2 separate regions of the Canis lupus genome follow, and region 2 is linked to region 1. The links are chromatin contacts, called in public Hi-C maps. All regions are on one chromosome and are shown on one strand. The core of a region is the stretch at or near the end of the contact, and the rest is flanking DNA. Distances in the headings are between cores, read along the strand shown.

The links. A called contact is a pair of places that touch in the nucleus more often than the background predicts.
Region 2: a Hi-C map of blood shows a contact between it and region 1, with 1.9 times the contacts expected there. The contact joins the promoter of MDM4 here to the enhancer-like site in region 1. A contact is called at or near these places in 3 of 9 Hi-C or Micro-C datasets (amygdala and blood).

Annotation. Positions count from the first base shown.
Region 1 is chr38:1,582,365-1,587,331 of UU_Cfam_GSD_1.0, reverse strand. It overlaps PIK3C2B (phosphatidylinositol 4-phosphate 3-kinase C2 domain-containing subunit beta), which reads left to right. Exons shown (of 33, transcript XM_038585983.1): 12 at 461-583; 13 at 3,936-4,103; 14 at 4,684-4,795. Among named protein-coding and RNA genes, the nearest start is that of PPP1R15B, 36 kb to the right of the region's middle. Within about 2 kb of position 1,336, at least 5 of the 20 cell types and tissues checked have an H3K27ac peak or open chromatin away from gene starts, as enhancers often do. A contact at or near this core is called in blood, where this site is marked.
Region 2 is chr38:1,636,044-1,640,907 of UU_Cfam_GSD_1.0, reverse strand. It overlaps MDM4 (protein Mdm4), which reads right to left and starts at 1,379. Exons shown (of 12, transcript XM_038585992.1): 1 at 1,238-1,379.

The DNA.
Region 1 (4,967 bases), core at 87-2,586:
TCACTTAATGTATTCCTCTGGGAGATTGGCAGAGAACAAAGGAGCCAGCCTGGGAAACCAGGGCCTTCTCTGACCTCTTCTGTCAGGCACCTGTCACCAGCCACAGGGACCCCCATGTGTTGGCATTCTCGTCGGCATATGTCGATTGCATCCCCCTCCCCTTGTCACCTGCGCATGCGCACACAGACACCCCCATGGGCTGCCACCGCCAACTGTAAGAAGGCGGCTGGGCTGCGTGGGCTGGTCCCCAATCAAGAGGGAGGAAGAGCCTGAAGCTGGGCGGAGGGATCCAGATCCAATTGCTTCTCCTGGAGCTCCTATTCACAAATGCCCCATGACCCCATGCTCTAGCTCCCAGAGACCAAGGAGGAGTCTTAGCTGGAGAAATGGAGCTTGGCACACGCTGGGTGACTGTGATGGGGCTTGGGAGCTGAGCGTCCTTCCTCTCTTTCTGTTGCAGCTATGAAGATTTCTACCTCTCCTGCTCCCTCAGCCATGGTGGAAAGGAACTATGCAACCCCCTGTACACCCGAAGGGCTCACTTTTCCAAGTACCTCTTCCACCTCATCATCTGGGACCAGCAGTAAGGCCCCCCGCCCCCGCCCAAGCCCTGGCCCCGGCCCCTGCAGACCCCACGGAGGAACCCACATCTGCATTAAACCAGTCTCTACCACTAACCCTACCCCCACAAGAGCCCTCAGCGCCTGGAGTCTCCACTTCCCTAACCCTTAGATGGGGACAAGTACCATTTCTAATCCACAAAGATTCTCTGTAAAACATAAAAGATCATAAAAAAAAAAAAAAGTTAGTGGTTAGCTTTCATAATAATCCATCGTCTTGATCTTGTCTTCCTTAAAAGGTTTAACTAGTCTGAGGGATTCTCATCCTCTCCCTTCTTCCCAAAGTTTCATATAGACTAGGGAGAGGGGCCTGTGCTTTCTTCCTTCTAGAAGGGAAAAAACAGGTTGTCTAGACAGAAGAATAATGGGCTGGGAGCTGCAGGAAGAAGCCTCTATTTCTAGCTCTGTGTCTAGTCCCATGTTCTCTTTGGCCTGTCTGTGCCTCACACTGTAAAGTGGGGACAGTTGTTTAATTCAGAGGCAGTTGTGGCTGAGATAAAATGAAATGAGATAAATTATAAATATGAATATGAAACCACGAGCACAAGGTAGTATTAATCAGCGTTTATTAGCAAGTGTTGCTGCCGGGAAGAAAGGCATCAGCCAAGCAGAGTAGGAGGGAAATGGAGGTGAACCAAGTGGTGGCACTGCAGGTGTGCACCCGCCCTGGGCCCTCTCTGTGCTGCACCCTGCCCTCCCTCCAGACTGTCAGAAAGCCCCTTGTTGGCTGCCCCCAGCTTCACTTCCCTAGACTGACTGTATCTGAGTCCTTATTTGCAGAGCAGAACTGGAACTTCAGTATCTGGAGTGCAGATGAGAGACTGAACAGGGTGCTTGGGGAGGCCAAGATTGCCAAAATAGGCCAATGCAGAGTCTGTGCAAACAACAGGAGAGGTGGGTTATTTACAGAGGGGCAGCTGGGGAGGCAGACCCTTTCTTCTGTCTTCACACTTATGTAAGTTATAGAGCAATAAAGCTGTAAATAAAACTAATCAAATAACTGCCAGGGCAGGAGAGGCTCTTTGGAGGCAGGGATGGCTGCCTCAAATGGCTTTGGAATTTCACCATCACCTTCCGATCCTCTGGCTTCAGTGACTACCGGTGCCAAGGGGATCATGCCGTACAGTGCCCCACCCCAGGCAGACCCCACAAAATTAGCCCGAGACCCTCTTGCCATGGAGTATCAGATTCCTGGTAGGCCTGGTCTACCTCAGCCTGCCTGTCCTGTGCGTCTCCTTCCACTCCCTGTCTTAGGTTTGGCCTCGAATCCTAAAGGCTGGTCCCTGCCTTCATAGTCAAGATCAAGGCTTCTGGGAGAAGATGCTACCCTGTAGGGTTCAAAGCACAGGCCTGGGCACACTCCCTTTCTTACTATAGGTGGAACCTTGGGAAGTGATGGGCCTAACTTACAGGGCTATTTGAGAACTTCTGGGACATTGCCGGTAAAGGGCATTGCACGGTACCTAGCACACGATAGATGCTTTCTTCTTCATTCTTGTCATCTTTTTAGCTGGGGGAGCCTGCTCAGTTCCGGTTTCCCCGTTCCAAGTGACTGACGCAGTGACTGATACATGGACATATTTGTACATGTAAATCCTATTTGCATAGCCCTGTTCCGGTGCAGAACCCTCAGTGTTTCGCAGCAAAAGGTACACAGTGTATACACACATCACACAAGCTGTTTTCCCCTCTCCACTGATGAGGAAACAGTGCAGAGGCATGAGTAGTTCTGAGGTTGTGAGCGGCAAAACCAGGACTGGAACCGGCACATCCCAGGAGTCCTTTCTGGAGGAGGCAGCCCTTGCCATGTGATGTTGAGGAATGGCTGCAGAGGGAAGAAGAGGGGTTTCGCAGGCAGGGAGGAGGTTCAGGCCGCAGCCAACATATGGTTTTCCTGACTGACCCCAGGCAATGATCCGTGGAAGAGGCTTTGGAATGCTAGATGGACTCGAGGACTGAGGAGAAGGGGTTTCTGGCTGGTTCTAGGGGTCGTGGTTTCCTCTCTGCCTCCAGATACACAGTGGGAAGCCTCTTCTGGGCTGACAGGATGGGGGTCAGCTCCAGCCCCCCTCCACTTTGCTGTGGGATCAGCTGACTGTCCTGCCGCCTCAGTACAGGGATCAGCTAACTCTCAAAATAGGCCCAGCAGCCTCGCTCCACCACCTAGCCAAGCCTGGGCCTGGCATGTCTGCTGGCTTCTGCAGGGGCCCTAATTATAGCCATGGGCCCCCAGGGGACAGGCAGCTGGGACGGCAGGGCTCTGCCAGTCTCTGGCGGGTGGGAGGGAGGGAGTCTCACTTAGGTGCAGATTTTGCTGCAGGAGTGAGGGGCAGCAGTGTAGGGAGGCTGCTTAATCAGGCAACTCAGCACCTTGAGGGTGGCCACCCTGCCTCTGTGCCTTCTGGTGTAGAACCTGCCCTGGGCTGGCCAGGAGGGCGTGACAGTGTGGACTTTGGCCCAGGGACAGCTTCCCCAAAAGGTAATGTGGGTCCTCCCTCCCTGAGAGCTCCCCTCCTCTCTCTCCCTCACCCCACCCCAGTGCCTCATCCTGAACTTGGAGGGAGTGGCTGGGTGCGCCTGGGGCGGAGGAGCCCCGGAAGAGCACATCTGGACTGGGTAGTGGCAAGGCTTCACTGGCCAGTTTGTGTTCTCTCCCTGCAGGGGCTTTGGGAAACCCCTTCTCTTTATCCCTCTAGCTTTGAAAATCTTTTTTTTTTTTGTGGGGAGGGGTGAGGTGGTGGTGGGGAGAACAAACCATCTTGTGCCCTGAGGGCTGGGAGAAGAAGGGGATGGGAGAGGACAGACAGGTGGGAGGACTGTCAGGAGGAGGGTGACCTGAGGGCAAAGGACACCCTGCTTCTTCCTTGTTTTGTTTCAGCATGGGAAGTGGGGGAGGGACGAGGGTGGTTCAGTGCAGAAGGATTGTCAGAGGGGCAGCTTCTTGGTGACCCTCTGCAGAAACCCCGGGACAAGGGGCATATGGCTTCACTGTGGGAACTACAGTCACCTCAACTCCAGGATGGCTCTGGCTATCCAAGTTCTGTCCGGTCACTGGGGGTGGCCTCAAAATCGGGATGTTAGCCGCACACTACTGAGAGTCTGCAATTGCAAAAACAGCATGATGTACTTCTGGGAGCATCGGGGGAGGTTTCGCCTACAGTTTGGGACCTGTCCTGGTTCAAGGCTTCCCCAGGGAGCACATCTGATATCCCAAGAGGCAGGCCGCGTTCTCAGCCTCCACTTAACTTCCTGGGCCGCCTGTCCCTTGAAGCCACGAAAGTGGCCCCTCCTGATTTGGTTTCCTCTCCTCCCTAGGATCTGCTTCCCTGTGCAGGTGAACCGGCTGCCTCGGGAGACCCTGCTGTGTGCCACTCTCTATGCTCTGCCCATCCCCCTGCCTGGGAGCTCTTCAGAGGCCAATAAGCAGAGGCGTCTGCCAGAAGCCCTGGGTTGGGTCACTACTCCACTCTTCAACTTCAGGCAGTATGTGGTTCCCAGGGCAGCGGCTTCTTGGCCTCGGGAGGGAAGGAGAGGGATAGAGAGAGGGGCCTGGCTGCTGCCCTGGCCAGTGCCCCTTGGGAGGGTTGGCCATGTGGGGCTCACCAACAGAGTCCACAGGGCCCTAGCCAGGGGACCAAGGCACAGGAGTAGACACCAGGACAGTTGACATAACCAAGAGCTTCTGGGCAGGACTGGTGGTGCAGGAAGGGCGAGAGGGGTGTGGAAAAGTAGTGCTTGGGTAACGTGTCATCTGGCCCTGTCCTTGAAAGGGCCTTAGAGGTCATCTAGTCCACCTCTGTGCCTCTGGGGGCATTCCCACTGCTGCCCCCAGCAGAGCCCCCTTCTCCACTGCATCCTGCCTCAGTGGCAACCGAGGTCATCCAGAGGCTTCCTGAAGTCAGTGTGCTTGTATAGGACCTGGAAGAAGGGAGAGCCTATAGTCTATGGGGAGAATGACAGAGTTGGGTAGTGGCTTCAAAGGCAGATTTTTGGTTGGGGAGGGGGAGGAAAACCATCTCCTTAGCTACTTGTTGATTCTCCTCCCCGCCCCCATCCTCCTTAGAGTCCTGACCTGTGGGCGGAAGCTTCTGGGCTTATGGCCAGCAACACAGGAAAACCCCAGTGCCCGTTGGAGCGCACCTAATTTCCACCAGCCAGATAGTGTCATCCTGCAGGTGAGACCCCAGCTTCAGCTCCCTCCTACCCATTGCTCCAGACTACTCAAGAGTCAGCTCCAAGTTTTCCGCCTTGAGGTTTGGTCTTGGGCAGTAAGAGAAAGTGCTGGGATGTTGGGCATAGGATGCTAATGCATTGGAAGGAACTGGGTGAATTTGGTTGAACCCCAGT
Region 2 (4,864 bases), core at 130-2,629, 54 kb before region 1:
CGGCGGATTAGCGCCTGCCTTCGGCCCGGGGTGTGATCCTGGAGTCTCGGGATCGAGTCCCACGTTGGGCTCCCTGCATGGAGCCTGCTTCTCCTTCTGCCTGTGTCTCTGCCTCTCTCTCTGTGTCGTGAATAAATAAATAAACAAAAATTTTTAAAAATGTACATCTAAAAATATGACTACCGACCGGGACGCCTGGGTGGCTCAGCGGTTGGGCCGCTGCCTTCCGTTGGGGGGGGTGATTCCAGGTTCAGGGATCCAGTCCCACATCAGGCTCCCCGCCGGGAGCCCGCTTCTCCCGCTGCCTATATCTCCGCCTCTCTGCCTCTCGTGAATAAATAAATGTCTTTAAAAAAGTAACAAATTAAAAAAAAAAAAAAGTAAAAATAAAAACATGAGAACCGTAGGGGAAAAGTCAGGAAGGATGTTATGAAGCCATCATGGACAGCCAGCCTGAGAAGAGAACCGGCTAGAGTTGGCCAAGAGCCAGCCAAACTTTACACGCTTCTGGACCACGTGCGTTTTCTCACTTGAGATACACGCCTGCTTCTTCTTTTTTTTTTTTTAATAAACCACAAAAATGTGTGATCCTGCCCCGCACGGTGAGAAACGAAAATACTGTGACATAAATACTTCTAAGTTACCTTCTCCGTTGTCAGGGAGGGAGGGAGGAGGGAGGAGCCAAAACCTAAGCGGCGGCGATGCGGGACACTTGGCACCGAGGATGCACGCGCTCGGAGCTGCCCGGCCGGCACCAGCGCCTTCCCGACGGCGCGGAGGGGGCAGCAGCAGGGTCTACGGGTGCCGCTTTAACGGGGCGGGGGTCTCGGAATTCAGGGCGCACAAGAACCAGCGGGAAGGTGCGCGGCTGGAGGCACAGACGCCCGAGCCCCGTCCGCGGAGGTCCTGCTGGGCGGGCCTGGGTGTGGCCCCAAACAGGCCCCATCACTCAAGCTCTCAAGCGCCCCCGCCGCGACGGCGCGCGGCCCCGCAGTCTGCAGCCGCTTCTCGCCTCGGGGCCGGCCCTGTGCCTCCGCCCCCCACGCTGCGTCCCGCTAAGCATCCGCCGCCGACCATCTCGACCCTGGGCTGTACCCGGCGGCGGGACTCCACCTCCATTTTTACCTTCCGCGGGGCCCCACCGCACAACCCTCCACCCCCGGCTCCCCCGCCCCGCCCGCTCCCCTCCCCCCCCCCCTCCCCCCCCCCCGCGGCCGCCGAGACCCTAGAGCCACACCTCACGGCCGCTCCATGAGTCGCTCCCCCGCCGAGCCCGGGGCGGGGGGAGGGGGCGCCAGTCACAGGCCCCGAGGCCTCCGCGACATTTTGAAACGGCGAGCAGTGAGGGCGCAACTTCCGGTCTGCGGAAGCCGTCCCCTCCCACGGGCTTCCGGTGAGGGGGCCTCCGGGAACCATAGAGGCTCCACTGGAGGGCTAGAGAGGTAGGAGAGACTGACCTGCCCCTACCATAGAGGGGAGCCCAAGCCGGGGAGAGAGTCGCTTCCCGTCTGCGCCTCGGAGCTGGCGTCCTGCGCTCCCCGGAGGCGGTGGCTTGCGGGGGCGAACAGCTCGCCGGGACCGGACTGGACGCGAGTAGCGAGGCACGTGATAAATGCTGAAAGCGGTGCGAAGAACCAGAGGTCGCCGCGGTCTGAACAAGTACTTGTTTGTCCCGTTTAAGATGCGGCCCCCGGACTGGGCACGGGCCCGCGCCAAGGAAAAGGGGGCGATGACCTCCCCGACTCTGCACCCTGCGCCTTGCCCTTGCTCTGCTTCTGGCATCGTCTTCCGCGTAGCTCGGAGACCTAAGCTTCTTGCAAATGAACTGAAGGACTAATGCCCTTTCCACAGTTGCTCCCAAAGAGCTTGAAGTCAGCAACCACCTGTCTCAAAAAAATAGAGGGGGGGGGAGGGGCTTTTTTTTTTTTTTTTGCTGAGCTGAGCCACTCTCGACTGCTTCTCTCTTTTTCGTGCAATTAATATTAAGTGTTTTTTGTTGTTGTTGTTGTTGTTTTAATTCCCAAGCAATAATTTGTATCTTTTAAAATAGTATCCAGTTAGCTTGAGTCTCTTCTCCTGTCTCCTGGACTCTTGGAATTATGATCCTGTCCGGCAACTCCTTGTGTTTAAGGCCAACAAACACTTGTTGAAAACCTACTGTGTGCCAAGCACCAAACCTAGAAGATTCCAAAGCAAATAACCCCCTGGAATCTGTCTAGTGGAAGAATCAGTCCAGATAAAAAGAATGTGGTAAGTGCAGTGAACTTTGCCTGGAAGGTCAGGAGGTCAGCCCCTTTTTTTTTTTTTTTTTTTTTTTACTTTTTGCCCTTTGAAATCAACATATTTAACTTGTCTTTATCAAAAGTCACGTGGTTTAAAATAGAGCTTTTCCCCCTCATGGTTGACACTGACTCGTGATGAATAACTCATCTTCCAATGTTGTTCTTAAGCCACTAATTATACCACCTAATGATAGTCAATACCTGGCAACATTCGCTCTCCTTTCCCAAGGAGTTCACAAAACTTCACCAAGTGACTCGCTCTAATGAAAATAAACTGTGACTTGAGCATTTCTTCTCCTTATCAAGTGACCTGGATGAGGGAAGAAAATGAAATCAGCTTAACAAGCTCATAACTGACTCAGTGATCACCACTTCCTTCTCGAAGAACTGTATTCAAAAACCATTTATTTAATAAAGAGACAGGAAATCTGAGTTTAGCCTAGTTATTTCTAGAAACCAGAAAGCTATGCAGTTCTTCAGTTTCCCCAGTCTGTAAATAAAAGGGCTAAATCAGATTTTTTCTCGAGCCCCTCAGAGTTCTAAAGGAACTAGAAGTCAGTGTTACTGATCTTAGCCTTTCTTTAAAAATTATAATGAACTACTTCACATATACAAAAGGGTATAAAGAAGAATATAATCTTTTCCTCACCACTCTCCTCTAAAGAACGATATACTTTACTTATTACGAAAAAGTTTCCAATAGGCCCTTCTCCTATGACATCTAGTTCCTTCAACTCCAAAGGAAACTATCCTGAATTTGGTATTTACCCCGGCCATGCGCTTCTTTAGATTTTTTAGGATTTATATATGTATATATTCCTTAAAAATATCTAAAAATTTTTATAAATGGCACCAAACTGTATGTATTCTACTGCAACTTGCATTTTTTGCTGATCATGGTGAAATTCCGCAATGTTAAATCCTGCATAATTAATTTTCAATATTGTTAGTAATGCTGTATAGTAATAGACTGAATTGTATAATTAATTGTTATATAGCAACTGTCCTTTTCTAGGGCTACCATCACAAAATACCATAGACTGGGTGACTTAATAGAAATGTGTTTTCTCACAGTTCTGGGTGTTAAAAGTACAAGATCAAGGTGTGGCAAATTTGGTTTCCTCTGATACATCTCCTTCGCTTGCACATGGCTGCCTTCTTATTTTGTCTTCACTCCTTGGTCTGTAAATTGTCAGCGTCCTAACCTCTTCTTATAAGGACACCGGCCATAATGGATTAGGGCCCACCCATATGACTTCATTTTATCTTAATCACTCCTATAAAAGAAAGGCTTGCCTCCAAATGGAGTCTCATTCTAAGATGCTTGGGGTTAGGACTTCAATTTAGTAATCTGGAGGTAGGGGGGACACAATCCACCCCATAATAGTAATGACTGCATCACAATTTTTATTCATCGCCTCCATTCATGAATAGGTGTTTCCAGTTGTTTGCTGTTACAAACAATGCTGCCATGGACATTTCTTGTAGTTGTGCATTCTAGGGAGTAGAATCACTGTGTCACAAACACATTATCAGCACTACCAGATCATAGTACAGTGCTCTCCGAAGTGGTTGTAGAAGTATACGCTCCTGATGGGTGTGTATACGATTCAATTGCTCACATTGTCAACAATAGCCAAACTTTGGAAAAAGTCTGTATGTCCATCAACTGATGAATGGATAAAGAAGATGCGATATGGGGCACCCGGGTGGCTCAGTGGTTGAGCCTCTGCCTTTGGCTCAGGTCGTGATCCCAGGGTCCTGCATCGGGCTCCCTGCATGGAGTCTGCTTCTCCTTCTGCCTGTGTCTCTACCTCTTTCTCTAGGTCTCTCATGAGTAAATAAATAAAATCTTAAAAAAAAAAAAAGATGTGATACATACACACACACACGGAAATCAAGCACACACTCAGCCATCAAAAAGAATGAAATCCTGCCATTTGCAGCAACGTGGATGAAACGTGTATTATCCTACGTGAAATAAGTCTGTCAGAGAAAGACAAATACCATGTATCTCACTCATGTGGAATTTAAGAAAGAAAACAGATGAAATATGGGAAGGGAGAAAAGAAAAAGAAGGAAAGGGAAACAAGCCAAAAGAGAGATTAATGATAGAGAACAAACTGAGGGTTGATGGGGAGAGGTGGGTGGCAGATGGGCTAGGTGGGGGATGGGCTAAAGAGGGCACTTGATGTGATGAACATTAGGTGTTGTATGTAAGTGATGGACCACTGAATTCTACTCCTGAAACCAATATCAAGCTATATGTTAACTAATAAATTTAAATAAGAAAAATAAATAAAATATTCTATTGCTCCACATCCAATCCTTGGTATTGTCAGATTACTAAAAAAACAATCCGATAGATGTGAGAATTTCTCATGGTGGTTTGATTTATATGGAGGTTCCATGATTATTAGTACGATTGAGTGTTTTCTCCTATTTATCAACCATGGTTACTCACCTATGAATTGCCCGTCCGTGTCTTTTGCCCATTTTTCTATTGGTTTGTCTTTTCTTTACTGATTTTTGGAGTTCTCTGCCAAATCTGGTTATTAATCCTTCTTGATTATATGTATTAT